6 separate regions of the Mus musculus genome follow, and regions 1, 2, 3, 4 and 6 are each linked to region 5. Evidence: chromatin contacts called from public HiChIP or PLAC-seq, capture Hi-C and promoter capture Hi-C data. All regions are on one chromosome and are shown on one strand. The core of a region is the stretch at or near the end of the contact, and the rest is flanking DNA. Distances in the headings are between cores, read along the strand shown. Region 1 holds the start of Rer1 (retention in endoplasmic reticulum sorting receptor 1). Region 2 holds the start of 1500002C15Rik (a long non-coding RNA gene). Region 3 holds the start of Aurkaip1 (aurora kinase A interacting protein 1). Region 4 holds the start of Plch2 (phospholipase C, eta 2). Region 5 holds the start of Tmem52 (transmembrane protein 52). Region 6 holds the start of Atad3a (ATPase family, AAA domain containing 3A).

Evidence for each region. Promoter capture Hi-C pulls out the DNA fragments that hold promoters and counts their contacts. HiChIP or PLAC-seq counts read pairs in DNA pulled down with a chosen protein or histone mark. Capture Hi-C pulls out chosen DNA fragments and counts their contacts.
Region 1: an H3K4me3 HiChIP or PLAC-seq map of bone marrow-derived macrophages shows a contact between it and region 5, with 2.1 times the contacts expected there. The contact joins the promoter of Rer1 here to the promoter of Tmem52 in region 5. A contact is called at or near these places in 3 of 39 promoter capture datasets (the C10 cell line, cranial neural crest and hippocampal neurons), 2 of 484 Hi-C or Micro-C datasets (both in cerebellum), 3 of 115 datasets of contacts at active chromatin or transcription factors (bone marrow-derived macrophages, double positive thymocytes and embryonic stem cells) and 1 of 9 other capture datasets (adipose tissue).
Region 2: an H3K27ac HiChIP or PLAC-seq map of embryonic stem cells shows a contact between it and region 5, with 5 read pairs. The contact joins the promoter of 1500002C15Rik here to the promoter of Tmem52 in region 5. A contact is called at or near these places in 8 of 39 promoter capture datasets (the 3T3-L1 cell line, cranial neural crest, embryonic stem cells and 5 more), 1 of 115 datasets of contacts at active chromatin or transcription factors (embryonic stem cells) and 3 of 9 other capture datasets (embryonic stem cells, liver and pancreatic islet).
Region 3: a contact with region 5 is called in a promoter capture Hi-C map of stem cell-derived epiblast-like cells, with 2.1 times the contacts expected there. The contact joins the promoter of Aurkaip1 here to the promoter of Tmem52 in region 5. A contact is called at or near these places in 1 of 39 promoter capture datasets (stem cell-derived epiblast-like cells) and 2 of 9 other capture datasets (adipose tissue and pancreatic islet).
Region 4: a capture Hi-C map of macrophages shows a contact between it and region 5, with 5 times the contacts expected there. The contact joins the promoter of Plch2 here to the promoter of Tmem52 in region 5. A contact is called at or near these places in 1 of 39 promoter capture datasets (pre-B cells), 1 of 115 datasets of contacts at active chromatin or transcription factors (bone marrow-derived macrophages) and 1 of 9 other capture datasets (macrophages).
Region 6: a contact with region 5 is called in an H3K27ac HiChIP or PLAC-seq map of embryonic stem cells, with 8 read pairs. The contact joins the promoter of Atad3a here to the promoter of Tmem52 in region 5. A contact is called at or near these places in 2 of 39 promoter capture datasets (hippocampal neurons and liver), 6 of 484 Hi-C or Micro-C datasets (B cells, double positive thymocytes, embryonic stem cells and 2 more), 6 of 115 datasets of contacts at active chromatin or transcription factors (all in embryonic stem cells) and 4 of 9 other capture datasets (adipose tissue, embryonic stem cells, liver and 1 more).

What each region holds. Positions count from the first base shown.
Region 1 is chr4:155,083,326-155,087,748 of GRCm38.p6, reverse strand. Rer1 (retention in endoplasmic reticulum sorting receptor 1) reads left to right here and starts at 1,396. Exons shown (of 7, transcript NM_026395.2): 1 at 1,396-1,544. Morn1 (MORN repeat containing 1) reads right to left here and starts at 1,172. Exons shown (of 14, transcript NM_001081100.1): 1 at 1,068-1,172; 2 at 257-328. The coding sequence starts at 1,143.
Region 2 is chr4:155,732,186-155,736,348 of GRCm38.p6, reverse strand. It overlaps 1500002C15Rik (a long non-coding RNA gene), which reads left to right and starts at 1,907. Exons shown (of 2, transcript XR_001784583.2): 1 at 1,907-1,964. Ssu72 (Ssu72 RNA polymerase II CTD phosphatase homolog (yeast)) reads right to left here. Exons shown (of 5, transcript NM_026899.3): 5 at 2,470-2,876. The coding sequence ends at 2,775. Tmem240 (transmembrane protein 240) reads right to left here and starts at 1,545. Exons shown (of 4, transcript NM_001101506.1): 1 at 1,203-1,545; 2 at 845-951. The coding sequence starts at 1,259.
Region 3 is chr4:155,828,561-155,833,040 of GRCm38.p6, reverse strand. It overlaps Aurkaip1 (aurora kinase A interacting protein 1), which reads right to left and starts at 1,772. Exons shown (of 4, transcript NM_025338.4): 1 at 1,306-1,772; 2 at 971-1,058; 3 at 244-689; 4 at 1-150. The coding sequence starts at 1,025. The coding sequence ends at 49.
Region 4 is chr4:155,009,395-155,013,888 of GRCm38.p6, reverse strand. It overlaps Plch2 (phospholipase C, eta 2), which reads left to right and starts at 2,864. Exons shown (of 22, transcript NM_001113360.3): 1 at 2,864-3,250. The coding sequence starts at 2,905.
Region 5 is chr4:155,466,673-155,470,888 of GRCm38.p6, reverse strand. Tmem52 (transmembrane protein 52) reads right to left here and starts at 1,775. Exons shown (of 5, transcript NM_001253856.1): 1 at 1,679-1,775; 2 at 1,543-1,586; 3 at 1,386-1,427; 4 at 722-900; 5 at 31-618. The coding sequence starts at 1,744. The coding sequence ends at 359. It overlaps Cfap74 (cilia and flagella associated protein 74), which reads right to left. Exons shown (of 39, transcript NM_001368738.1): 39 at 4,066-4,216.
Region 6 is chr4:155,758,802-155,763,168 of GRCm38.p6, reverse strand. It overlaps Atad3a (ATPase family, AAA domain containing 3A), which reads left to right and starts at 2,071. Exons shown (of 16, transcript NM_179203.3): 1 at 2,071-2,367. The coding sequence starts at 2,166. Atad3aos (ATPase family, AAA domain containing 3A, opposite strand) reads right to left here and starts at 1,977. Exons shown (of 3, transcript NR_027972.1): 1 at 1,883-1,977; 2 at 1,392-1,784.

The DNA of each region.
Region 1 (4,423 bases), core at 147-2,646, 380 kb after region 5:
TTTGTGTGTGACACTCTGGGTCTACTGCCCCACTCTTTCCCTCCCACCAATAGTTCCACCACCCACCAGCATGTGATGACCTCCAAGCCTACAAGAATTGGTCTTACATTGGTTCCACCATGACTGGGTCCAAGTGGTAGTCCCAGTGTGCAGGCGCAGTACCAGGCTATGCTTGGTACAAGACTGACTGCCTCCCACACCTTTTCTCAGGAATCTGGCTCTGGAATGAGCTCTGCAATGATCACAGGCTTCTTACCGTGTTTCTTGCCTCCCTTCCATTCTCCTTCATAGCGGAAGAAAGAATTTGGGTATACATATACGCCATAGCCTGTGTTCGGAAAAGAAGATGAACATAGCAATGGTTTGCCATCAACAGACACAGAGATGGGGCAGCTCAGGGTCTGGAGTAGTCTGCAGGTCATTTCTCATCAGTCTCTTGAACATGACAGGATGGTTAATTGCTCAAGATGGGTGCTCCCTCTCCCTTGCTTGGGTTTTGTTACATGGATAGTACTGAGGGAAAGGCAGGCCTGGCCAGAGGAGGGCTAAGACAAAAGCTGATTGTAGGCTCTTTAAGAGGAGGCGGTGAGGGCACGGAAGCAGTCAACAAGCTCCGTGAGGATACAGCAAAGAGCCCACCCTGCCAGGACCGTCACTATCCTCCTGTCCCCACGGGACAAAAATCCACACTCACTCCTAATTACTCCTGGCTGCCTCATCTTTTATCACGCAGCCAGCTCTGAGACATCACACCCAACACCCATCTCTCAGTTCCTGAGATGGATAAGCAACCCCACTGCTTTCTTGCCAGCAAGTCGCAGCCTGGGACGGGAAGACAGTGGCACTAGCATGGACTCTGACCTCATATCGATCCTGTTTCTCCGGTTTTAGAACAACTTTTCATCAGACTGCATTGGGCGAACCTCGTGTGCTCACCCAGCCAGCCTGACCTCAGCTCTACCTGCCCCCCCTGACGCAGGGTCGGCTGGCCGTGAGCCTGCAGCCTGGACCACGCCTGTGGAGCACGCGAACGCGACGGAGCTCCAGCGGGGAGACGCAGCCCGTACCGTTTCGCGGCGGCAGTCTCGGCGAGTGCCGACGCGGCTGGAGCGAAGCCTGGTAGGGATCGCCAGCTGCCTCCATCTTGCCGCCAAAGTTTCCCTAGCAACCATAAAGCTGCCTTCCATTGGCCTCCGGTTGCCATGGGGCGTGGCCAGGAGACCATAACATCCGAAGCAGCGGCGCCGGATCCGGAGCCTGAGGACGTCAATGCGCCTGTGCACCACGGCACGTTTCCGCCAACCCCGTCCTTCCGCCGGGAAGCGCTCCCGCCAACGGCCTCTGCGTCCATACCGGAAGCGGAAATGGTTGGAGCTTGGGCCCCGCCCCGCGGCCATCTTGGCGGCTGGAGGCGCCGCGGGACGGAACGGAAGTGCCTGTGCAGCTTCCCGGATCCGGAGCCGAGCTCTGGCGGCCGCCCTGCCCGCCATCCTCCTTCCGCAGCCGTGAGGGAGACCGCGGCTCGGCTGCACCGGAGCTGCGAGGTGCTGGGGGTGGGCTGGTGGCGCGGACCTGGTCGGGCGGCACACCACCGCCTTCCTCTGGGCTGTCAAGGCCACGGGCGAGCCGGCGGGCGGCGGGCGGGCGGGGCCGGGCAGCGCCTTTGAGCCTGGCGAGGGGTTGCCAGGGGCGGGCCGATCTCCGAGAGGGGTGCGCGAGGGGACTGCTGAGCGCTGCCCGCCGCGGCTCGCGCGCCGCCCCGACCCCCCGGCCCCAGGTCGTGGAGGAAGGTGGCCTGTTGTTGCCTGCACAGATCCAGGCGGCATGTGTTAGGTGTCCTCTTGCTACCCCACTACCGTGTTCAGTTTCGGGGCACACGTGTAGGAATTAAGCCCGAGCGCGAAGACAGTTACTGAATGGATCGAAGGGGTGCTGGTTAAATGGGTCTAGATTATATGGTGACATTAAGGCAGTAAAATGTCCAGCCCTCCAGGCTGTACTTCCAGCGTGGAGCAGATAAGGCTACATTGTCTCCCTTAGCAGGGTATCAGTGCAAGAGGGCTTCATACTTCCACATTGAGAACCCCCAGTGGCTTTTCTTTCTTAGTTCTTAATAACAGATACTATCCAGGAGGTGGTGGTGCACGCCTTTATGTGAGGCAGAGGCTGTGAGTTTGAGGCTAGCCTGGTCTACATGGAGCAACCCTGTTGGGGGCGGGGGGAAGACTTAGAGACTAGTTATACGTCTTGGAACTGCCTGTTTTTTTGATGTGAGTTTTTTTTTTTTTTTTAACCCTCATTAAGGTGCTCAGAAGAGCATCAGTAAACCCATACTCAGCCCCTTAGATCCAGGTTGTGTGTTGGGGAACTGGTTGCGGTGGAGGTAGAACATAGAGAAAGGGCTGGGGATGATCCAAGATGATCATTTCCCACCCCACCCCCAAAGGTGAGAGGGGCCCAGAGAGGGAAGGACTCAGAGGGGCAGGGTCTGGAAGGGTTGACAGGGAACAACTCTTGAGGCATGCAGGTGCAAGAGGCAGCGACCCCCAGATGCTGTGCAGAGCGCTTTCTTCTCTGTGGTGTATTACTAATTTAGGAGTGATGGATTGCAGAAACTAGACAAATGATGGGCTCCAGAACACGGGGGTAATGTTCTGTGTGTGGTACTTGTCCCCCTTAGAACAGTTTTTGTCTTGTTTTTTTTTTTTTTGTGACAGAGCATAGAGCAATTTCAGTAGATATGTGACAAGCACTGTAGGTCGTGAGGCCCATCCTAAAACAAATCAAGGTCCCTCAGGGAGGAGCGTGCATTCCGGTGAGAGGAGATTGAGAGATTACTAGAAAGGGATTGGAAAACAGTTGTTACAGAAAATGCAAACAGTGACGTGACATGGAAACGTGGAAACGGTGGTCATTGTGGACAGCATGGAGGGCCTCTCTGACCTTTAGTCTGAATGGAGAGAAGAGGATTGCAGCTAGAACAGCTGGTATGAGGGCTGCCCTAACCCAGGAACAAGTCTGAAACATTGAGGGCTGGCACTTGGTTCACCACAGGCTGCCGGTAGATCCTCATGAGAACCCTTTGAGGAAGGCACTGAGGTGCTCGCCCCGTTTTCCAGGTCCGAACCCCAGGCATTCCTCAGTGGCTGTCCCAGATCACACTGCTAGGAAGTGCAGTGCTGGGATTTGAAGCCGGCAGTGGGACTCCAAAGTTCACATTCTTAATCTCTATGCTGCCTCTCTCGGGTTGTTATTGGCAGTGAGTTTAATCAAGATGTAGAGCAATGTTTGTCTGATAATCAAAACTTGACTAATGTGTTCTAGGTAGGCTTTCTACGCATCATCTGAAACAGAGTTTTAAGATCAGCTTAGAGTACAGACTTTAAAGGAGCAGCTCCATCGTTTTTTCTTTAAAATGGCCTCACTGTGTAGATGGGTTGGTCTGTAACTCACTATATAGACCAGGCTGACTTCAACTCACCTGCCTCTGCCTCCTGAACTGGGACTAAAGGTGTGTGCCACCAGGCCTAGTATTTTCCTTTTAATACTACTCTTGTCTCAATTTAAGCAAAAGTTTTTTTGTTTGTTTGTTTGTTTTTTTGGGGGGGGTTCCGAGACAGGGTTTGTCTGTATAGCCCTGGCTATCCTGGAACTCACTTTGTAGACCAGGCTGGCCTCACTCAGAAATCCGCCTGCCTCTGCTTCCCATGTGCTAGGATTAAAGGCGTGCGCCACCACGCCTGGCACAAAAGTGTTTTAAAAATCCCTGTAAAATAATGGGACATTTTCGTATACTATAGGGTAAAGAATTTGACTAACACAGTTGGGCTTTGGCCTAAGTGGAATGGCCATTCTAGGTAGTATACTCTAATGTGGCCTCTATTTAAATGTGGAGTCCCCCAGATAGGGGGAGCCACAACTAGGTTCTTCAGTTAAATTGTGAGCATTTCGTTTATGCACACACCTGAGGCCAAAGGGCGTTCTCATTCTCCTGGGCAGCTCTGAGCACTGTACTCAGTGGACCCAGGAAGTGGCAGCACACTGGCAACTCTTACTGCAGACTTGAGACTGAGTTCTGTGGGTGCTGCGAAGGTTGTCACATTATGTGGCCACTTATATCTGGTTCCAAAGGACCCCAGGGCTGAGGCAGGGTGGGCTGGAGGTGTTGGATCTCTCCTGCTGCCGCCACACTGCAGCATTTGTGAGCCTGGTTTCCTACCTGCTTTGGGAGCATTAAGACCAAGCTCAGGGCTTGGCTGCAGTTGAAGGCTGCCTGTGTGTCTGCCTTTAGAAGAGCATCATTTTGCACATGGTGAACCTCAGGCTGACTGTGGCTAGAGAGGGTGTTGAAGGCCTTTCAGCTGCTCAGCACAAGTAGATTTAAGTCATACTTGAACTACAGTTTGTTTCTCCTCTTCACCCT
Region 2 (4,163 bases), core at 658-3,157, 270 kb before region 5:
GATTCTAGCCCTATTCTTTCCTAGTTGTGTAACCTTGGGGAAGTCTACTCTGTAAAGCCTCCATCCACTTCCTCCCAGTCTGAACAGTAGGGACAACGGTTATCGCATGAGGGCATCTCTGGAATGAGTGCATGCGGATGTTCGAGTGCGCTGTGTACGCACATGTATATGCACAGACAGTACACACATGCGCGGCTCATGAGAAGATGTTTATTTCATACATGGACATACAAACATGCAAGGCCAGAAGACTTCATCACTACACATGCACAGAAGGGGAGGTCCCTGAAGGGTGTGGTGGGTCTCATTGTGACCTTGAGCAAACCCCAGCGTAGCTACTTCAGCTCCTCCCCTGCACAATAGTCATCAGTTGTGGCAGGTGTTCCTCAAGGTAGGCCCTTCCTATCTTGACCTCCTGCTCTTGCCTGCCATGGCCACAGTAGGCCCAGGAGGAAGACTTGGGTCGGAGGCAAGACTACTGCCCCAGGCTTAACCAGCTTCCTGGCTTCCACTGTGGACACTACTCAAGGATGCTGCTCTCAGGCCTCCGGGCCCTGGACCAGGAGGCTCCTTGGCCCATAATGCCACCACCAGGCAGCCTTTTCTCTAAAGGAACTGGAGGAAGGAGTTCCTAACAGACTCAGTCATGCTTCCTTTCCCAGGGAGCGGCTGGCTGACCTAGGGTTCCCGTTAGCCACCCCTCCCCCAGCACCTGGCGGGCAGAAGCGGCCCCCATCATCCAGCCAGGCTCTGCGGCCCAGCCTGCTCCGGGCTCACCGGCCAAGTGGGGCCCGCTGCACAAGTGTGATCACGCGTGTAGTGCCTAGAGCCGGGGCGCACTCACCGGCCACAGTTGCAGTGGCAGACGCGGTCCTCGCCCCGCAGGTGCGGGAGGATGTAGTTATGGAATCGGTCCAGCAGCGCGTTCATGTCCATCAAGCACGCGATGGCCTGGAAGAGCCCATGACCGGTCAGGGCGAGGAGTGGGCCGGGCCGAAAGGGGTGCCAAGGGGGAGTACTAGACTGCAGGGGTGGGTGGGTGGGTGGGGAAACGCAGGGCAACCAGGGCGAGGGCAGCGCAAGATCGCAGCGAGGGCAGCGCAGGCCGCACGGGCCGGTAAACAAGGAAGCGAGGTGGGGTAGGCGCGCGCGCGGGCGGGCGGCAGAAGCAGGGGGCGCGCGCGGGAAGCCCCTCCGCTCACCATCACGATCGACGCCCCCAGAATCATGAAGATCATGGTGTTCGCACTCATGGACATCGGGCGGGGCCGGGCCGGGCCGGAGCGCCGCCCCCCGGCCCCGGTGCCCCTCCCGGCCCCGGCCCGATGCTTAGCCCGCGCCGCCTCCGCAGAGGTCAGCGCTCGCGCGCCGGGCCGCCGCGGACCCCGGGGGCAGGCGCGGGCACAGGCAGCCGAGATGTGGGGGCTGACGTGGGGTCGCTCGCCTGTCGCCCGTTGCTGGCAGCCCTCCGCTCCGCCCTCCGGTGCTCCCTGCGCCCGGCTCCCTGCGGTCTGCGCGGCGGCCCCCTCCCTCCTCCCTCTTCCCTCCTCCAGGCTTCTCCCTCCCTCCTTTTCTTCTTCACTATCTCCTCCCTCCTCCTCCTGCCTCCGCCTCCGGGGAGGGACTTCGCCGCCCCGCGCCAGCATCCAGGGGCGAGGTTCTCCACTCCTGTCCCTGTGACGCAGCCCGAGACCCCTCCCCTCCGGCCTCGGCTCCACATTGTGCCCCATGTCATCAGCCTTGGCTCCGGTCTCCCTGCCCAGTGCCGCGCTGGACTGGGCCTTGGCCTGGACCAGGTGGTCGTTTCTGCTCTACTTCCCCAAGTAAGGCCCCTCCTTCTGGTTCTCCGGGTTCCAGAGAGGGACAGGAAGTGTCAGCACCCGCCTCCTCCAGCAAGAAAGTGCCATCAGAGGAGGGGCCTGGAAAGTCAGAGGAACCAGGGACTAATGACTACATGAGCAGAGGTAGGAGGGCAGGAGGGTAGGCGATACGGATGCGATGCGGAATGGGCCAAGTATGCCATAAAGATCGTGGCAGTTGTGGGAAAGACTAGGCGATTTCTGAGGAGGAAGGGGTGCTGGAACAGCTGCCAGCGTCTATGATCCTCTTGTGGCTGCCGGTCATGCTGGGATTGAGTCCCAAGCCCTGTGCTGGCCACAGAGCTGACAACAGAAGAACCAACCCTGCCCTGTGTTGGAAAGCAGGAAGAGGACAGCTGACCTCCAGCCCCCCAAGTCCAGACCCCACTGTATCTGAAGGTTCCAACAGGAGTTCAGTTATATCAGCTCACACAGGCCCTGAGCTGTTAAGGCACCAGGGTCCGGCCCTACTTCTCAGAAGGGTGCTCTCAGGTTTATCACAGGGTTGGACTCAATGGCCGAGTAGTCTCTTCCTCAGCAGGGAGTCAGGCCAGGAATTCAGGACAAACCAAAGACTTCTAGCAGCACCTATTTTGTGGCAATTCCAAGGTTTTTTTTCCCCTTAATAAGACAGCCTGTTGCTTTATTTAGGTTTCTGTACAATTCAGCAGTGGAGAGAAAAGGGCCAACAACAGACACTTGCTGTAGGCTGTAGAGTAAACCATCTTTATTTCTTTTGGTTAAAAACAATGGATTTGAATCTGGCATTTCTGCGTACGTCTCATTCCATATGTACAGTACATTGATGATGTACACCTAGCAGTAAAAACAAATATCTGAAAGGAAAACACACTGAAAAAGTGGCTTCAACAAAGGTGGCTGTGCAGGGCAGGCCATGCACCGAGCACAGGAGGCTCAGTAGAAGCAGACAGTATGCAGAAAGGCCCGGCCACTCTTCTCCTCGAACTCCTGCAGCAGCTCGTCGATTTCATTCTCCATGTCCTCAGTGTGCTGGATCTGGGAAAAGCACGGCCTTGAGTGAACCCGGGCATTGTGACGCGCCTTCCCTGACCCTGCCCTCCACTGATCTTCACTTCTGCAGGGACCCAGGCTTCAGGATAGCTCCCTCACAGCCTGTTCCTACCAGACATATACAACATATCATAGGAGTACCCCATATTGGGAGTGGGACGGCTAGATTCAAAGGGAGGCCTGGACCCCAAGGCTGGAACTCAGGTTCTGTTCTCAGGCGTCGTAGGTACATGAAAGCCTCATCAACCAGTGCTATCCCAAATCTGCAATGAGTGAAGTGAGGCACACAGATACCGGCATGCATTTTCCTACAGTCGTCCAGTGTGAATGCTGACTATGCTTTGTGCACTGCAGCATCAACTTCACATCTGGCCTCCACCCTCCAGACACCTATTGGTTCTTCTCCTGGTTGTGAAAACTTAAAAGGTGACCAGGCATTGCCAGTAGTAGTCCCTTGAATACTTGAAGTGAAGAAGGCTGGATGTTGAACACACTGTTCTGGCATGGCTACACAGTCTCCTTGGTCTCAGCCCTTTCTCCAGATCATCAGCTAGACCACAAGGTCAACTGCTAGAGCTTCAATAACACTAAGAGTGAAAGCAGTGTGGAGTTTAGCAGGAGTTTGGATCCCCCACGCGAACTTCCCCATCAGCCTTCACTTGGTAAGCCAAAAGGAAATCAATTCTGCCACAGTCAGCTAATCACAGTTCTTAAGGGCAAAAGTCAGGGAAAGGGGCTGGAGAGATGGCTCAGCGGTTATGACTGACTGCTCTTCAGGAGGTCCTGAGTTCAATTCCCAGCAACCACATGGTGGTTTACAACCATCTGTAATGAGATCTGACGCCCTCTTCTGATGTGTCTGAAAACAGCTGTACTTACATATAATAAATAAATCTTTTTTTTTTAAAAGTAAGGGAAAGGCACATGGTCCTTCCCAAAGTCCCTCCATAGCACCTGAACAATGGAATGCCTCCATACAGCAGCTACACAAGCCTTTAGGAAGCTCCTACAAGATTGCTTTTAGAGATGGATACTTAGATCAAGTGAAGGGACACAGACCCTTATACTGTGGCTGCTATCTCTTCCAGTCTCCAGACCTATCTTTGACACCACTAGATAAGCTCTTCTAGCCGTTGTCCATCAGAGGAAAAAGTGAAATGTCAGTTCTTCCAGGAGAGGGGCCTGTGCCCTGAGAGATGTCATACATCACTTTTATCATGGACAGAAGCACTGGGGGGTAGGGATTCAAGCCAAAGCATTTGGTCAACTTCT
Region 3 (4,480 bases), core at 523-3,022, 360 kb before region 5:
TATAGTGGGTCAGAAGCAGCAAGAGAGCCAGAGGGACAGGAACCCAGATTATTTGTTCTTCAGGTAGATCTTCGGGGTCTGCCAGTTCTCAGGGGCTTCCTTCAGGCCTGCCTTAAGCCAGATGCGCTTCAAGTCTTTCTCAAATTTGATCTGCAAGGGCAGAGGAGACAACCAACTTATTATAACGAGCAAAGCCTCTTTTAACCACTGTCAGTCTAGGTCCAAGGGAGTGCCCATATTCACCTGCTTCTTCTTCAAACGTCCTTCCCGGACCTTGCGACGTAGAAACCGGGTCCTTTTGACCAGTTTACGGTACTTGTGGTGGTTCATCTTTCGCCTTCGGATCTTCAGCACGTTTTTGCACTGCACTGGAGTGGCATCCCAGGCTTCCCTGACTCCCTGCTGGGCTTCCTCCTCCCCCTGCCTAGGTGGACATTCGTAGAACTGGGAGGGAGCCAGAGTCACTGGGACCTCGACATTCCGTCTGGGCAATAAGTATTGAGCAGTCAGCCAGCTCTCTAGAGGACTGATGGCCATCTTCCTGGGGACCAGGAACTCCTCAAGCTCTGACTGGGTCCTCTTACCAGGGAGGGAGGCAGCCCGACTTGGGCTTGCAGGCTGCAAACTGTAAAGGGGTCGAAAAGCATAGCTGCCAATCACCCCGGAGCCAGGGCAGGAACGACTGAAACCTGGGGAAACAACACAGTTGCTACTAGTGCCATCACAGCAGATCAGAACACCACTACTACCCAGGCTAGGGCAACATGTAGACCCAAATGGTAAGGCCTGCCCCTTATCCTTCCGTCTGGAGTTGTGATGTGCTCCTACATACTACATGCAAGCTCGCAGGAAAAGGTTTGTGCCCAGGCTCTTATTCCCAGTAGCGACAGGAGACTACTGAAGGCGAGCTGGGCCGCGATGATTCCCATCCCCAAGTCAGGTGTGGATTCCGCGTCCAGGGGCGTCTTACCTGCCCAGGGAACAACAGTCCTGGCCAGCCGTGAAGTCAGGCGCGCCAGGAACATGGTGAGCAGTTGGTCCGGCGGCAGCGCTCAAAGCTAGAACACAGGAACCAGCTGAGGTCACGCAGCGGCGACGGGCAGTGCTCTCGGCCGCAGGCCTCGCATATCCCATCACCCTGGGTCCCCCTGACCCGCGATAAGGAGACATCTTCAAAAGTCGCTCTGAGCGCAAATCCTGTCCCTACTTCTCTCCACCAGCGTGGTCGCTGTAAGCCGCCCACCCACGGTTCCCGCTCAGGCAGCGAAACCCACAGCGCAGGACGATATCGACGCTCGCACGCACCAAACAGACGCAGGCCAAGCGAGCTCCGCCGCCGCTCATCATCTGAGCCCCGCAACAGGCCCACCGAATCCCGGAAGTTAGGACCGATCAGGTCGCCTCTGACCTCGACCACTTCCGGTCCCTGGTCCTACGCAGCGCCCTCTGGTGCCCGGCTCTGCGCTAACTCGATCCTTGCGTGCCCGAAGGCGATCGCTTCCGGTTGGAGGGGACGCTTCCCCTGCCGCTGTTGTCCAGCAGCAACAACGTTCCGGGTAAAAAGTGCCCACACCCGACACCCACCACAATCCCGGAGAGTGCTCTCTGCGTGCACGCGGACTTTACAGTATATATATATATATTTTTTTCCTTTCGTCTCTCCCAAGCCGGTTAGCCTCCGGGTACCGCCATGGACCGTAGGACTGCGGAAGTGACAAGTGGCGCTCCTCCTGTTAGGGCGGCAGGTCGTTTAATAGTCCTGTGGGATAGGCTGGCTGCAGAATGGGGCGCTCTGCTTCTTGAGGCCTCAGAAACTCCGCCCTGTTCCTGCTCCGCGGTCCTACCCTGCCGCTAATCTCAAGTGAAAAAAGTCCTAATTTCTTTAGTGTGCCCTGAGGAAAAAAAAATTTTTTTTAAAGATTTATTTATTTTTTATTATATATAAGTACACTGTAGCTGTCTTCAGACACTCCAGAAGAGGGAGTCAGATCTCATTACGGATGGTTGTGAGCCACCATGTGGTTGCTGGGATTTGAACTTCGGACCTTCGGAAGAGCAGTCGGGTGCTCTTACCCACTGAGCCATCTCACCAGCCCCCTGAGGAAAAATTTAAATATCCTCACACACACGTTAATTTTTATCCCAAAACTTAAAAGCAGCTTCTTCAGAATACGGCTGCTGCTTTCCTTGGCAAGAGCCTAGCAATCCACTGCACCTCAGTGTGGACCAGAAAGTCCTGCTGGCTCCGATGGACAGGGGTGCAAGACTAGGGTTCTCCTTCATTTGAGAAACTACGTATGCCTCGCATGAGGGATTTCTGTGGATTCTTAACACAAAGTGGCCAAATATCTCATTCTCAGGCATTAACCTAGCTAAAGTTACATAAACCAATAAGAGGGCAGAAATTGCAGGCTGTCGTCCCAGCTGTGTAACTGAGGTCACAAAGTGATGTTGCGTGTACCCTACCTTCGAGAGGGGATGCTGGAGATATTTGTCTTTTCTAATGATGTTTCGAGAGGGGAGGCACAATGTGCACCTGCATATGCCACAGCACACATGGAGTCATTTCTCTTCTTCCACATTTAAGGAAGTGAATTCCAGGGATCTCATTCAAGTTGTCGGGTTTATGTGGCAAGCACTTAACCACTGCGCTAGCCCAAACAGGAAGGTTTATGCATTTTAGTCTGTCTTTAGTTCAGACTCTCACCCTGGGTTTAGCCACAAAAGGCAAATGGAGTCTCTAGATTCCAGCCCTCACCTTGGTGCTCCCAGTCCTCAACATGGCCAGCTTTTATTTGATGTGTTTCTCCTTGGATTGCATAACTAAAGGTTCAAGGAGATGAATAAAAGTAAATAAATCCATCAGAGAAATGGTCATGTTCACAACAACCCGTATCGGGACAGGTCTTTGTAGAGTCAGGGACAATAAGAGAAAGGGCAAGTGGAAACAAGTTTTGGAAAGAGACCAAGCAAAGCATCCTCCTTACACAATCCCGGGAACTAGCAAGTTTCTAGTCTTCCAGGAGGTGAGTAAAGCCAACCTTGTTAAGATCCCTATACTTTCCTGGGTGGTGGTGGCCCACGCCTTTAATCCCAGCACTTGGGAAACAGAGTCAGATGGATCTCTTTTGAGTTGCAAGGCCAGCCTGGTCTACAGATTGAATTCTAGGACAGCCAGGGCTACACAGAGAAACCCTGTCTCAAAAAACCAAAAGACCCCCTGTATCTCAAACAGGCTCCAGGCCAAAACAGAACATGCCCAACCAGGGCAGGGTAGCTGCTTGGCCATGGTGGCAATAAAACACAGACACATAGCCATGACACCATGACATTGTATTGCTACTGTAAACTAACCTTGCCAAGGCAGATCTGGAATTGCAAAGGTTAATCCTTCATAAAAACCTAAGAAAAAAAGCACTGCTGGGGCTGAAGAGATGGCTTGGTGGTTAAGAGTACTTCCTATTCTTCCGTGGGATTTTCGTTTGTTCCCAATCAGAAAGAACCCGAAAGAAAGAAAGAAAGAAAGAAAGAAAGAAAGAAAGAAAGAAAGAAAGAAAGAAAGAAAGAAAGAAAGGAAGGAAGGAAGGAAGGAAGGAAGGAAGGAAGGAAGGAAGGAAGGAAGGAAGGAAGGAAGGAAGGAAGGAAGGAAGGAAGAAAGAAAGAAAGAAAGAAAGAAAGAAAGAAAGAAAGATCACTCACTGGTAGAAGATTTGGGGGGAGAGTCTGTGTAAATTGTTTTCTTTAGAGTATAAAGATGAATTTAAAAGTGTGAATGGCCAGAGGTGGCCCCACCCTGGGGCCTGCCTGTTACAGCCTAGGTTGAGGAACCCTAGAATTGAGCCACAGAAGCCAAATGCTGACTGGTTTGTGCCAGTCAGGGTAGCTGCTTAACTTAAGCCTGATGCTTAACTTAAACTTGAGCCTGCGCGTCCGTCTCATCCTAACGCTAGCACAGCTGTGAAGCTTGTTGAACACCGACCATTTCTTTTTTTTTTTTTTAAAGATTTATTTATTACATATAAGTACACTGTAGCTGTCCTCAGACACACCAGAAGTGGGTATCAGATCTCATTTCGGAGGGTTGTGAGCCACCATGTGGTTGCTGGGATTTGAACTCAAGACCTTTAGAAGAGCAGTCAATGCTCTTAACCTCTGAGCCATCTCGCCAGCCCCCCATCCATTTCATTTTAAATTTTTTATTGTTTTTTAAAATTAATAGGTCTATTCATTGTAATGTATGTACACCAAGTTCATAGCTGGTGTCAATGAACTTGGCGTACATACATACAATGAATATGGCCTGAAAAGGGCATTGGATCCTCTGGAACAAGAGTTGTGAGCCATACAGTGTGGTTGTGAGCCTTACAGCATGGGTGCTAGGAACTAAACTTAGATCCTCTGGAAGAGAGAGCAAGCCTTCTCTCCAGCCATTATTTTACATTATAACGTTTTTCTGTTTTTTGTTTTTCCCACCATACCT
Region 4 (4,494 bases), core at 1,615-4,114, 460 kb after region 5:
CAGCTGGGGGAGGTGAGCCTCTTCTGGTAGGCAACCAATTCCTTTCCCACATAAGACTTTGTGGGGCTGATACATGGTGTCAAGTCGGGGAGGTGACAGGCTACTCCTGCCTGAGCCACTTGGGTGAGGACCATGGTAGATGTCTTCCCCTTTCTGGAAGCTGCACATCTTTGGCTCCTGGGGACCCTCCTGAACTTCTGGGGAAGCAGGGTGCTCTAGAGCCTGGTTGTGAAGGAGAGCAGATGAAGGGCACTCTGGGGCCCCAGAGTCCCTCTGTGACTTTAATATGAGGAGCTGACTACCTCTGGCCTCTGAGAATGACCCAATCACCCACCAGACTGGACCTGGGTCCTAAGTATAGCTATGGGCTTCTGGGTGGCCCTGTATAGATGTGAGGTCCTGGAAGCATCAAAGGGAGGCAGGGTACTCCTTCCATCCATTACAGGTAGCTCTTCTGGGAATGGCTGCCCTTCTCTCTGTGGCAGGGGCTGGGGGTATACGTCTGAGCTTCCCACACGGCTTAGGTGGCCAGGTGGTCAAGTTCAGTCCAGCTGTTAGTGGGCTTGAGTCCTGTGTGGCCAGTTACCTGGGCTCTTACTTGGACAAGCTGCCCATGGTAGCTTGCCCTCTGCCGTCTCCCTCAGCTAGGGTACCGGTTTGCTCAGTGGCTGAAGTGCCATGTCCACCTATCTTTTGCAGTATCAGAAGTGGGCAGGGTTACCTTGGTCCTCAGGACAGTGGAAGAGGCCTTACTGCCAGAGGCCTTACTGGTGGCCGGGTGTGAGGGAGGATTAGCTGGGCTTCTGACAGCCTAGTATGCACAGGATTATGGCCTGGGGCCACCCACCAGAAGGGTCAGGGAGTCTGGAGTGCAGTGCTCCGAGTCCTCCACTGGGGGCACTGTTGCTTCTAGATCTGCTCACCCTCTGAAGCCATCTGGGCAGCTAACTCCTAGAGAACGGTGGGAGACTGACTGGTGGATGGCTAAAAGCAGATGGGGGAGAGGGCAGAAGTAGCCAGCTCTGGAGAGATTTGGGAAGCGTGAGTGGCCCTAGACTGGGCTAGGCCCAGACAAGGGAAGAGAAGGTGTGTCCAAAGGTAGGGTACCTAGAGAGAACAGGACATCTGGAAATTCTGGTATACAGTGGTGTGTGTGTGTGCGTGTGCGTGTGTGTGCGTGTGTGTGTGTGTGTGTGTGTGTGTGTGTGTATCAAATGGGAAGTGCAGTGGCATGGTCACTGGAGGCCTAGGGAGGGCTGTAGGGATGTGGACAGCATAAATGTCATCCAGGGTGAAGCATTAAGAATGCCTGTCCCATCTTGCCCAGCCTTAGCAGCCCACGGTTTTCCTGACACCTGGATTTAAAAAACAAAAACAAAAACAACAACAAAGACCCCAGCTTTTATCCACTACTCACTGGGGATCCCGGGCTTCACCTACACAGGTGACCATGCCATCAGGTCAGGATCTCCTGTGGCCTGTCTCCCTGGGGAGCGCCAGGGCTGTGCTACTTCCTGTCCTGGTGGTAAATGGTTCCTTATGCTAATTTGTGGCAGAGAGGGCAGGCTGCCTGTCCACCTCCAGCCAGCAAGGCCTCTGGCCAAGGCTCCTAATTGGGTCCTGGGTTTGGCTGTGAGTTGATTATATTGGATCTGGCCCAGTGGGTCCTGATTCCTTCTGGCTGAGCTTCCTGTTGTCCAGGACACATGAACAGGCAGGCCAGGGTCAAGAGGGTGGGCTGGACAGGGGTACCCAGGCTACTTTGTGAAGCAGGGTGATGTGGCTATTGGATGTGGAGTCCCCCCTCCCCCGGCAAGGACTCCCAGGATGAGCTGTCCCTTGCCAGAAACAGAAGCCTGGTTAGGGAGGAAGCTGGGGTGCCGTGATCCAGAGGCGGTGAAGCTGAGATGAAACCCCACCTCCCTTTCTTAACCATCTCTCCTGTCTCTGCTTGCCCTGAGTAAACCATGCAAAGTTGAATGCAGTGATGAGCACGTCTTAGATGCTCAGTGGCCCCATAGGCTGGTGTGGAGTGGTGGCCGGTGTCCTGGCAGATGATCAGGGTCCTCTCTGGGTCAGGAGACTGTCATGAGAGATCTGGATACCCGGATATGTCCAGCCTTGGGTGCAGAGTACAGTGATAATGTGCCCTGGGTAGTGGGATATCCCCACAGCTTTGGTTCTGTTGGGCATGGGAAGAAGGCAGCTGGGGGGTGGGGAAGGGCTGGGATTTGGAGTGGAATCTGCACAAGGCTCAGGGAACCTACATTCTCCTTCCCATACTGGATGTCAAAGTAGAAAGGTCTGTCCTGTCTTGCCTAGCCTTAGCTGGCCCTGCGCTGGCTTAGCTCTGGCCTCCAGCCAAAGGGGACTGGGTTCTTGGCCCTGGGGTTTGGGACAGCATGCGTCTGCTTTTTTTGTCCCATCTGTGGACCAGCTCACTACCACACAGTGGGGATCAAGTTGGAAGTCCTTATACGTACAAGGATTTCAAGTAGCAGGAAGTGAGAGCTCAAAACAAAGACACAGATACCAGCTCTGGATGGGCAGGGTTAGGAAGACAGCCTCATGTAGGACCACACCTGTGGACAGACAGACTCTCCTGGGGGGCAGTGTCCTCACAGAGGCCCTCACTCCTGGTCTTGTAAGCACTGTTTTATGTCCCAGGAGGGTCCCATGCCTAACCTGTTACCTTGCCTCAGCCTCAAACATGAGTCTGGTGGCTCATGAAGCAGCCTGCTCTGAGCTGGCAGCTGGGCCCTCCCCTGGCCTAAATCCTTTGTCCAGCTGGGCTGAATCCAGCAGGATTACTGGGCGGATTGGCCAAGGATGGCAGGGTGAGGCTTGGCAGCTCCCCCACCCCTGGCATTCATCTTCTTCAAATAGGCCTGGAGGTTCTAGAGGATGGGCGGACTGGCCTGGGGACCATCCAGGGCCGCAGGCAGCAGTTGGGTCAATGCCAGTGGGACCTGGGAACAGCCCTTGCGGGGCTTCAGTGGGCTCCAAGGAGGAAGACGAAGAGGTAGAGGAGAGAAGGGGATCCCTGAGGAGCCCCTGTGCCAGCTGACACCTCAGCTTGGCCTGTCGCTGAGGGTCCCTTTTGGCTTGGGGGACTACGGCTTGGATATGCCTGGTCCCCAGCCGTCTGCTGCCAGCCAGACCACAGGAGCCGTGGCTTGCCTGGCAGAGGTACTCCTCTGGGTTGGAGGGAGCGTGGTAGTGTCACCAAGATGGCAGCTCAGCCTTGTAGGTAAGAAAGGGCAAAAACCAAGTCCCTCCTAGGGACTGGCCAAGCCCTATGGGGCCACAGGATGCATAGCTTCCTATGGAAGTTAGGGCTGCCTCTGGGGCCTGGGATCCTTCCTTCGCCACACCAACATCCCAATTCCTTTGCTTCTTCCTCTGGGATCTCCAGGCCCAGAAACATTGCCTCTTTGCCCCCAGCCAGAAATCCTGTCCACCTCCTTAGCAGAGCTTGGAGGGTGAACTCCAAGTGGGAAGAAGGCAAGGCAGAACTGGAGCCAGAAAGCCCTGGTTGAATGTGCTGGGGGTATGGGGGTGGCTCATGTGGCTTCAGAGCTCTTTCTGAGGGGGGTCCTTGGAATTTTGTGGGGCAACAATACCTTCAGTGTAGCTATGGAGGCATGCAGGTGTAGACACAATGGTCTCTAGATGGTGTCAGGGAGGCCCTGTACTGTGAAGCACTGGACAGAAGGAAAGGGCTGTTGGGTGGCCAGTAGAAGGGTTCAGTGTGTGGAGTGGCGGAGGCCCTGGTCAGGGATGCCTGGTTCACTTGCTGCTCCTTGCTCCAGCAGCAGAAGGTGCACATTCAGTGGCTTAACTCTAGAACCACATCAGGGTTCTAGAGTAGTCTCTGTCCCCAAACGCTACCTCAAATGCACTAAGCAACCACGCTTGTGTCCCCACTGGCTGTGTCCCCTAGAGAGCCCTATCTACCTTGACTTTCCACCCCATGCCTACAGTTCCCCTCTGCTTATGGCCAGTAAGAGCTTCCTCCAGAAAGCCATCTGACCTGGCACCACTGTGGTTTTCTGCACCTCCTGTCTGCTGATGTTTCATTGCTGGCACTCAGGAGATTTGTCCCCCTGGCTCCTGGGTTTCCTAGGCATAGATAGGCTTGGGTCTGGCCTGAAGTCCTTCCCCTGGGACAGAAGTTGACAAAGGAGGTGGCAGGTGGCTCAAGGGGAGAGGAATAAGCTATGGACTTGAACCCAGCACCTCAGCCTCCCAGCTCTGTGCCTTTCTATAGGGTTTCTCGCTGACTTGGCTGCTCATGAGACAGGTGATGTTCCTGGTGATGCCACAGAAGGGTCAGTAGGCTGTCAGGAGTGGCCCATGGCACAGGCTAGCTGCCAGGTTTGGTGCATGGTGCCTAGGTCCACCTTGTGCCCATTTCTGGGAGCTCCCTGTACAGTGGTCTGGGCTTTGGTCTTTGTCTCTGACTATTTGGCAGTCTGAGCAAAGGCCACTTAG
Region 5 (4,216 bases), core at 526-3,025:
GGCACTAGAACCCTTTCCGCAAAGACCGAGAACATGTTTACGTAAACTTTATTTTCCCCTCAAAGGGCTGGCATGCCAGTGGGGTTTGAGCTCCCAAGATCCAGGCTCCTCCGGGATGAGGGCCTGCTGGGCCCCGGATGGATGGGAAGGGTGAAGAAGAGGGGCCAATACAGGGGCAGGCTGGCTGGCCAGGCATTGCATAGCAACGAGGCCGCGTCCGCAGCAATGTGCTGGATGGCTGGCCTTCCCAGGGGAAGGATGACACAGGTGGGGCTCCTTGGTCCTAAGTGCCAGGAATCCAGGCAATGGTTTAATGGCTCCAGAAGAGAGAACTCCCACCCTTTTCAAGCGGGCTTGACTAGGGCCGCTGGGCACTGGGGCCTGGCTCCTGGGGCCCTCCAGTGGTCTCTGGCTCCAAGGCCTCAGGCAGAGAGTTGGTTTTCTCAGAGGGAGCTGCCACTTCCTCCCTGGCTTTTATCATCTTCACAACTTCATCGTAGGAGGGTGGCAGCTCAGACGCATAGAGGCTGTAGGTGGGAGGGACCATGGAGTCAGGGTCTGGCTCTCCAAAGTACAGGGGCAGCCGCATGCCCAGTGGGTACTGCACGGAACTGTAGGCTGCAGGGAACAAGAGTGGGTTTATCAAGATGGCTTGGCATTCACCCCACGGTGTCCTCAGCCCCCAAGCCCCCATGCAGGCTAGTGGGTTCCAGACACTCACAGGTCACAGTGCTGTGTGCGGGGCTATCACTGTCCACTGGGATGACTGTCCCGTCACAGGGCTGCCACGCCGCTGGCGTGTGTGACTGGGTGTGCGTCTGCTTCCTGAGGCAGCAGAATCGTACACAGCTGGCTGTGACCCCACACAAAAGCATCAGGAGTATGGCGAGCAGGATGAGCCTGGTAAGGAAGAGCAAGGATCTACCGCGGGACTGGCCTCCTGTTACTGGGCACCTGCACTCGGGGGCCAGTCATGCCTAACTACCCAAAACAGGATAACCGGCAGGTGAAAAGAAAGTAAGAGAAGTCTTTCCATGCCAGACACTTCCTCAGCTGGATTCAGGCCCGAGGAGCCGCCTGCACTGGTCTCTTCCAGCTGGGGCCAGTCCTAGCTTGGCTCTCCAGTGCTGGCCAGGGATGGCCTTGGGTTCACTCCCAGGACACACTGTCCCCAGGCAACTGCACAGTCCTTGTGCCTTCTGCTGAGGATAATCGGGTCTGGTTTCCAAGGCTGCCTAGGGCTCAAGGGCTCTTCAGACAGCGTCGAGGGAGTTGGGGGCAGCAGATGCAGCAGGTGAGGCAGAAGGGATTGTGGAGGTCCTAGCCATGGTCTAACTTCAGAGGAACTGTTGGACCAGAGGGTTGGCATGGTGGATTCCACTTACCCCACATGCCATAGGCTGCTCCAGCGGGCCTGGGGCGGGCACCTGCGGGGACAGCGGCACCTGAAGCAGGTGAGGTATCTGCTAGCTCACTCCACCGCTCCAGCCTTTCCCAGCACGGTCCAAGTTCTGCCTCTCCCCTTGGCCCCCAGCTACTTACTGATCCGAGGGGTCACAGTTGCGGTCCGCGGAACCCAGCGTCACCTGTAGGGACAAGGGTGAGCCTGAGCAGGGCGGGACCGAACTCAGGGCCGCCCCTCTTGCCTTAAACCCGCTGCGAATGAGGCCCAACCCACCTGGGACAGAGGCAGGAGAGGCAGCAGCAGCAGGATCCCCTGTGTGGCTGACGGCCCCGGGGCCATGTTCCTTAGACAGAGCGAAACTCAGTCCAACACCGGCTCAGCTTTATGAGGCCCCGCCCCTGGGCCTTGTCAGCTGAAGGTCCAGGGTCACGCCCACCTTGGTATGCGTCCCTCCTTGCTCTCCGTTTTTTGTTGCTCTTTTTTTTTCTAGTAGAAGTTTGAGAGCACTTGCACGCGCGCTCACACACACACACACACACACACACACACACACACACACCTTTCCCTCTGTGTCATCAAGGATCAAGATCTTTCAGTGGGAGCCCTAAGAGGGAATAGAGCAGTATTCTCTCTGGGCATGGGACATGGGTCTGTCCGTCATATATCTGACTGATGCCTCAGCCAGCCACCTGTATCTCCTATTTTCCCCATCCCCATCCCCAAACCAGGTCTCCTGAAACTTGTGGTCAGGACTGCACTGGGTTGTGGCCTCTCGGGAAAAGTAGAATCCACCCTCACACTTCACAATTGGCTAGGTTAAAAAGGGGTGGGGATCTACACCATTAATATGCTGGGCCTTCCATTTATTTATTTATTTATTACATGTAAGTACACTGTAGCTGCCTTCTGACACTCCAGGAGAGGGAGGGCATCAGATATCATTATGATGGTTGTGAGCCACAGTGTGGTTGCAGGGATTTGAACTCAGGACCTCTGGAAGAACAGTCAGTGCTCTTACCCACTGAGCCATCTCTCCAGCCCGTGCTGGGCCTTCTAGGTCATCATTCAAGGACCTTTGCTATGGATCCTCTGTAGGGATACCTCCGGGGAATGGCCCATTTGGCCCCTGGCTCTGGACTACTAAACCACTGCAGACAGACCACTTTCCAAAAAAAAACATTTGGCTTTAAAGATCGCATTCGTTGACCACTCCTTGCTCAACCTGGAATGCCTGCTTCTTCTCCGGAAGTGGCTGCTGCTTCTCGGGGGAATCTCCTTAATAGTCCTCCCTCCAGGCTAAGAGCTGGGCCGGCTGCTCTGCCCCCCACTACTAGGGGCTATTAGAACACTAGTGATCAAATTGCAGCAGGTGGTCAGCACAACCAGGCTGGCTAAGGGAGGATAGGAGGTGTACCAGCCCTCTGTCCTGCCTTCATTTCTTCACTGTGCACATACCTGCATGTATCTTTGGCTTTTCCCTCAGTGGGTAGGAGTTCTACAGCTGTCCTATGCACTTGAGACCTGTGCCTTGCCTCTCAAAGACCCTCTCTGCCAGGTCAATGAGCTTAGTTCCCATGCTGTTTCTGTCCTTTGCTGTGTCGTGGCTGTGCTTGGTACCGTAGGGCCAGCAATAGGAAGAGTAGATGTCAAAAGTGCAGTGCGAGGCTGGGACCCAAGTCTGGAGTCCAGAAAAGGGAAGGATCTGCTCTTGCAGAGGACCTGGGTTATATTGGTCTGGGATCAGAAGGAAGTGGCCTGCCTAGGGTAGTGCCTTCTCTAGATTTGTCCACTCATCTGGTCTGGAATCATGTCAAGGGTTTGAGAAGTGGTCAGCTACCGTCAGGGAAGCCAAAGGCCTGGGCCTGCTACCTACAAGGTCGATGAGCAGGATTCCTGCAAAATGGCTGGCTCAGTTAAGGGCCATGACAGGGTATAAGGCATCAGGGGCACTAAGGGCTTTCATGAGTACAGTGACCCAGATAGATGTCATCACCCCCATTGCCCTGCCGGGCCCAGGAGGGCTGGGAAGGCTCTCTCAGTAGCTTGTCCCCACTGGGTGGCAAAGTTCGTATGCTGCACAGGCAGGCAAGGCAGGCAGGCAGGCAGGCAGGCTGGATGTGCTCCGAGAGAAAGCTTTCAACAAGCTGTACTTCAGAGGGAAGAGCTCGTGCGGTGATGGAATGGGGTGCAGAAAGCAAAATCCATCCTTTTCGGAGAACTCTGAGCTCAGACTCACGGGCCGGGCCCCGCTTTACACCGGGCTCACACCTTGCTTGGGAGCATCTGGGTTCCCGAGACTTGGGAGGAGTTGAGAGGCTTAAGGGACCTTTCTGGACTTTGGAACCTCTTGTCCCCCTCTTACTCGCCCCTGTACCTTTCCAGGTCTAAACCAGGCTCAACCCTGGCTCTGCAACCCCCAGCTTCCTACGCTGCCTACTGTTACCCTCAGTGATACGGATCTAGAGGGGTCTTCCAGGGTTTGGGGCAGGGTGAACTCCCTATAGTTATCTGGCACGATCCCACCCTCTGGGAGGCTTGTACTGGCCAGAACACTGTTTTATGGGTTGGGTTATGTGAGGGGGGTGGGTATGGGTCAGACTTCTTTCAGGGTCCCCATCCACCTCATTCGGTGCTTAGGCCCCACACTGCAGGCCCACATGTTGGTTCTCAGAGTTTATTGATAGGCCTATGTTGAGATCTCCTGGGATCTCCGAAGTCTGGGGAGGTGCTGGTGGGTTTGGGATCTGTGGGTGGGAGTGGTGCATCTAGGAGCAGGCTGTGTGTGTGTGTTGAGTTGGATGGATTAGTATT
Region 6 (4,367 bases), core at 822-3,321, 290 kb before region 5:
ACAAAGTGAGTTCCAGGACAGCCAGGGCTACACAGAGAAACCCTGTCTCGAAAAACAAAACAAAACAAAAAAACAACAAAAAAAAGCTCTGACCCTCCTTACTTACCCATCTAAGCTCAAAGGCGACTGCTATGAGAGACGTGGTTTGTCCATTTAAAAACAAACAAACAAACAAACAAACAAAAAACCCTTATGGCCAATGAGTGATGTCTGGCTATTGCTGGGAAACTCATTTGGTTTTGTTGGGGGACAGGGGTCACAGGTAGAATAATCTTAGGATTTAAATTTAAGACAAATGGTGGTGACCTACACGGTTCATCCAAGCATTTGGGATGTAGCAGATTTCTGAGTTCCAGGACAGTTTGATCTGCAGCTTAAGTTCCAGGAGTGTCAGAGCTCAAAGAAACCTTATATCAAGAAACACTGGACAGTGATGGACAGTGATGGAAGCAGAGCTAGACTTGCTTATTGAGCTAGCTGTACAACACATCTTTGCTGATCTTTGTTGCAAAGAGAGAGGCCTAGTTGAGAACTTCTCTTGGCATTCCTCTTGGTCCCTCCTACAGAGGCGGTGGCTTGGCTGTCTCCGTTAGGTTGTGTCACCACTGCTGATTCATGTTTGTTATCCAGACTATCGAACTGGACTGTTAGTGTGTTTGTGAAGTGTATGGGAATGGATGGAGCTGCTGCTGTTAACCTGGGAAATGAACTGTTGATTTTCAGACAACATAGACAGGAGTTGTTCCAAAGAACCATTTCTAAACAGGTCTACCTCCCCCATATCCTTTTTCCACTATCTCTGATGGGTGGTGGGCTATAAGGAAGGTTACAGCACTCAAGAACTATCATTAATAGTAAGATTTTAAAAAATTAAAGTTTTATAAAAAATAAATACGACTAATAACATACCTTCAACTTCCTTTTTTATCATTTAAAATTGCCTTTTGTCCAGTGTTAAAAAACAGTCCAAACAATTCTGTGAACTCAACCGGTTTTATGAAAGATGCCTGGACCCAAGACGCTGACTTTGGTAAATGTGGGTTCCTAGTGACAACTGCCACTGTCCATGCTACCTTCCACTTGCCCAAAGGTTAGGTCAACCCTAGGTCCAGAGCAGGCACCTGGCTCAGCAGGCTCCCAAGGAGCGCTCACTGGCTAACAAGCACAAGCCTGGAGCACCAGCCCTCACTCTAAGTAGCTCCTGAGTGTAATGTACCCTCTGCAGGCTCTGGGAGTCGGCTTGGCTTTCTGGCTTGTACTGCAAAGCAGCAGCATGCCAATAGCCGCCGTGGGTTGCCAAAACACCAAAGAGGATCGGGCTCAAAACACCGCCTGAGCAATCGTAGCAGAATGGTGCAGGATTGTTTGTCAGAGGCGCCCAAGTCTCTGACCTAAGTAACTCTCTTATTCTTATGCACGCTTGGCTGTAGGAGCCGCTGGCCTGGAGACGCTCAAAGCAGCCACAGATATACATGAATCCGGCTCCGAGAAAGCGTGGGGTCACAGCAGGGGTGCCCGGCCGGTCGAGGGGCGCCAGGGACCCCTTCTCTAGTCCTCCCGGCTGGAGGTCTCACCCCGATTACTTCGCCCTTAGTTGCAGTGACCTGAGGCATCTCAAGTCCGGAAAAAATTAGCTCCGGGAGACCCACAGCACCTTCAGGTTTTCCCTTCCTCTTCTGTTCTTTGGGTAGGATTCACAGCAGAAGAGTTCTGACCCTCCGTGGTGTGAGTCCAGTGTCTCTGATCGTCTGTGGGCTCTGTGGCTGGGGCGTCTCCATAAATGCCTATAGCGACAGGTACAGAACGACCCCAGAGGAATAGCACCTTTGCTTAAAAAAAAAAAAAAAAAAAAAAAAGTTTTCTAGGATGAAGGCACACCCACCTCGAAAACTTTGCTCCTATTTGCCTGGTCCAGGAGCTCTGTCCAGTTCCGCCTCCTTAGAAAGCTGGGCAAATCGTGCCACCGACGCCACTGGCGTCCCTATGTCAGCGGCCAATCCGGCGGCTGAGAACGTCTTGACCCTCCTAGGTTTCCGTCGTCCAGAAGGAAGGGGTGTGGCTCGCGCCTGCGCAGTGAGTCGCGCCCGCGGCGCGTGGTGACTGCGAGGAGCCTCGCGAGTCACGCTCCGGTACGGTCCGCCGAGGGCGCGCGGAGCTTGCAGACCATGTCGTGGCTCTTCGGCATCAAGGGCCCCAAGGGCGAAGGCACAGGGCCTCCGCTGCCCTTGCCGCCCGCTCAACCCGGGGCGGAGGGCGGCGGTGACCGCGGGGCGGGAGACCGGCCATCGCCCAAGGACAAATGGAGCAACTTCGACCCGACGGGCCTGGAACGTGCGGCCAAAGCGGCTCGCGAGTTGGAGCACTCGCGTGAGTGCGCGGGCTGGGCTTGGCGGGCCGAGGCCCTGGGAAATGGGAGGTTTCTCTCGGAGGCACTAGCTGCTGCCCTTAGGACTTTGGTCCTCTTGACGTCTTAGCAGCACAGTGGTCGTTCGCAGCCGTACCTTTCAGGTGACCTGAATGGCCGCTTATGGGACATTTGGTCATAGCCGTCCTGCATTGGGGGAGACCCCGATCCTGCCACCCTCTTGCACTTGTAGCTGTCAACACGTAGGTCGTAGGAGAGACCCTGTGCCAATGTTGGCCTTACCTACTTTACTGTTGGGCTTTCTAGCTGCCTCCACGTGGTGCAGGCCAAAAGTCATAGCCAGGTCAGGCGATCCTGTGTTGTGGTAGTTAATAGCAATCTCTCACTTAAAAAGGAGAGAGTAGATGTCGTGTTTACTATTGGATGATAGCATTCCACTGTGGAACGTGAGGTGAGGGTGTCCGTAAAGGTTGATCCTCTCTGAGACAGATTTTAGCATTGATGGATCCCAAAGGCCAGGACTTTTCCCAACAAATGACACATTTTTGTTTTGATGTTGACAGTTTGTGCCAAAGTGTAATGTAAGGTGGATTTTTTTGATTATTTTGCTTTGTTTGTTCTTGTTTTTATAAAGACTGTGCAGCCCTGGCTGAGACTCCTGTAGACCAGGCTGTCAGAGAAATCACAGCTCCACCTGCCACGGCCTCCTGAGGCGTGTGTCACTATGCCTAGCTAGTTGAAATATTTTTAAGAGCCTGCAGGGGGCTGCAGAGATGGCTGAAAGGCTAAGAGCACTTGTTGCTATTGTAGTGGACCTGTGTTCAATTCTGTGCACCTATATGACAGCTCAAAACCTTCTGTAACCCCAGTTTCAGGGCATCCAAGGACTCCTCTGGCTTCTAAGGGTACCAGACATATACATACTTATATGCAGGCAAAAACTCAAATACATAAAAAATTTTTTAAAAGCCTGAAATGTCAGCTTTGTTGAATGAATACTTATTGAAGGATGTTTCCATTCTCAATTTTGTGTTTATGCGGGTGTTCTGTTTTTCAAAAGATCCTATAGGGAAGCCCTAATTTAAATAGGTATAATATGCAGACCCTCTGAGAGAGAGTCTGGCACTTGGTGAGTCAATTCTCTGCTCTTGTAGGAAAAAAAAAAGTCTTGAGCTCATGCCTTTAATTCCAATACTTGGGAGGCAGAGACAGACAGATCTCTGAGTTTGAAGCTGGACTGCTCTGTACAGTAAGTTCCAGGCTAGTTGGGGTACACTGTGAGATCCTGTCCACTTTTGGCAATGGTCTCTTGAGCCCCACAGACTCAAATCTCCATATAGACATTCAGAGCCTTCAGATTGAGGTCCAGGGTCACCTGTCTCTTGAGGTCCAGCAGAGCTAGTAATTTTGTAAATAATCTATTGTGTTTGCTAGATAATCTCAGTGATTGGGTTGAAATGAGGAAAAGTGGCTGGTTTTCAAGGCATTTCCAGTATTAGAAGACTTGGCAGATGATCCCGTGTCCTGTTACACTGTTACGTAGGGGACAACTCTCGGTAACTCCTGGGTTGGGGAGATCACTCTCTAGACACACCTAGAGTTTCAGAATTGAATCTTGGCTATTAGTCTCACTAATGCAGGCTGTTGTATAGACTATGGAGAACAGTAGTTCCAACCCTCAGCTACATCCTGACTACTCTTGCATGTAAATTGCTCTTCAGGCGCTTGTCCTGGCAGTCCTGGAGGGCTTGCCCAGAGCATGCGCTATCTAGGTTCAGTGCCCTGGCCTCTACTATGCTTTAACAGAGCTCTCTTTTCTGGGCCAGCAACAAATTCCATGGGTTCTGCATGCCCTCATGGGCTGTCTAGGTCTGTGCCCTTTTCTTGTAGGGCAGTCTCAGGTGGGCACTAAACCTGTGCTGAGGTTTACCTATTCTGACTCACTTTACAAGAAAATGGACTCAGAGAAGTTAGCTCAGCTTGCCAAAGCCACATGAAGAAG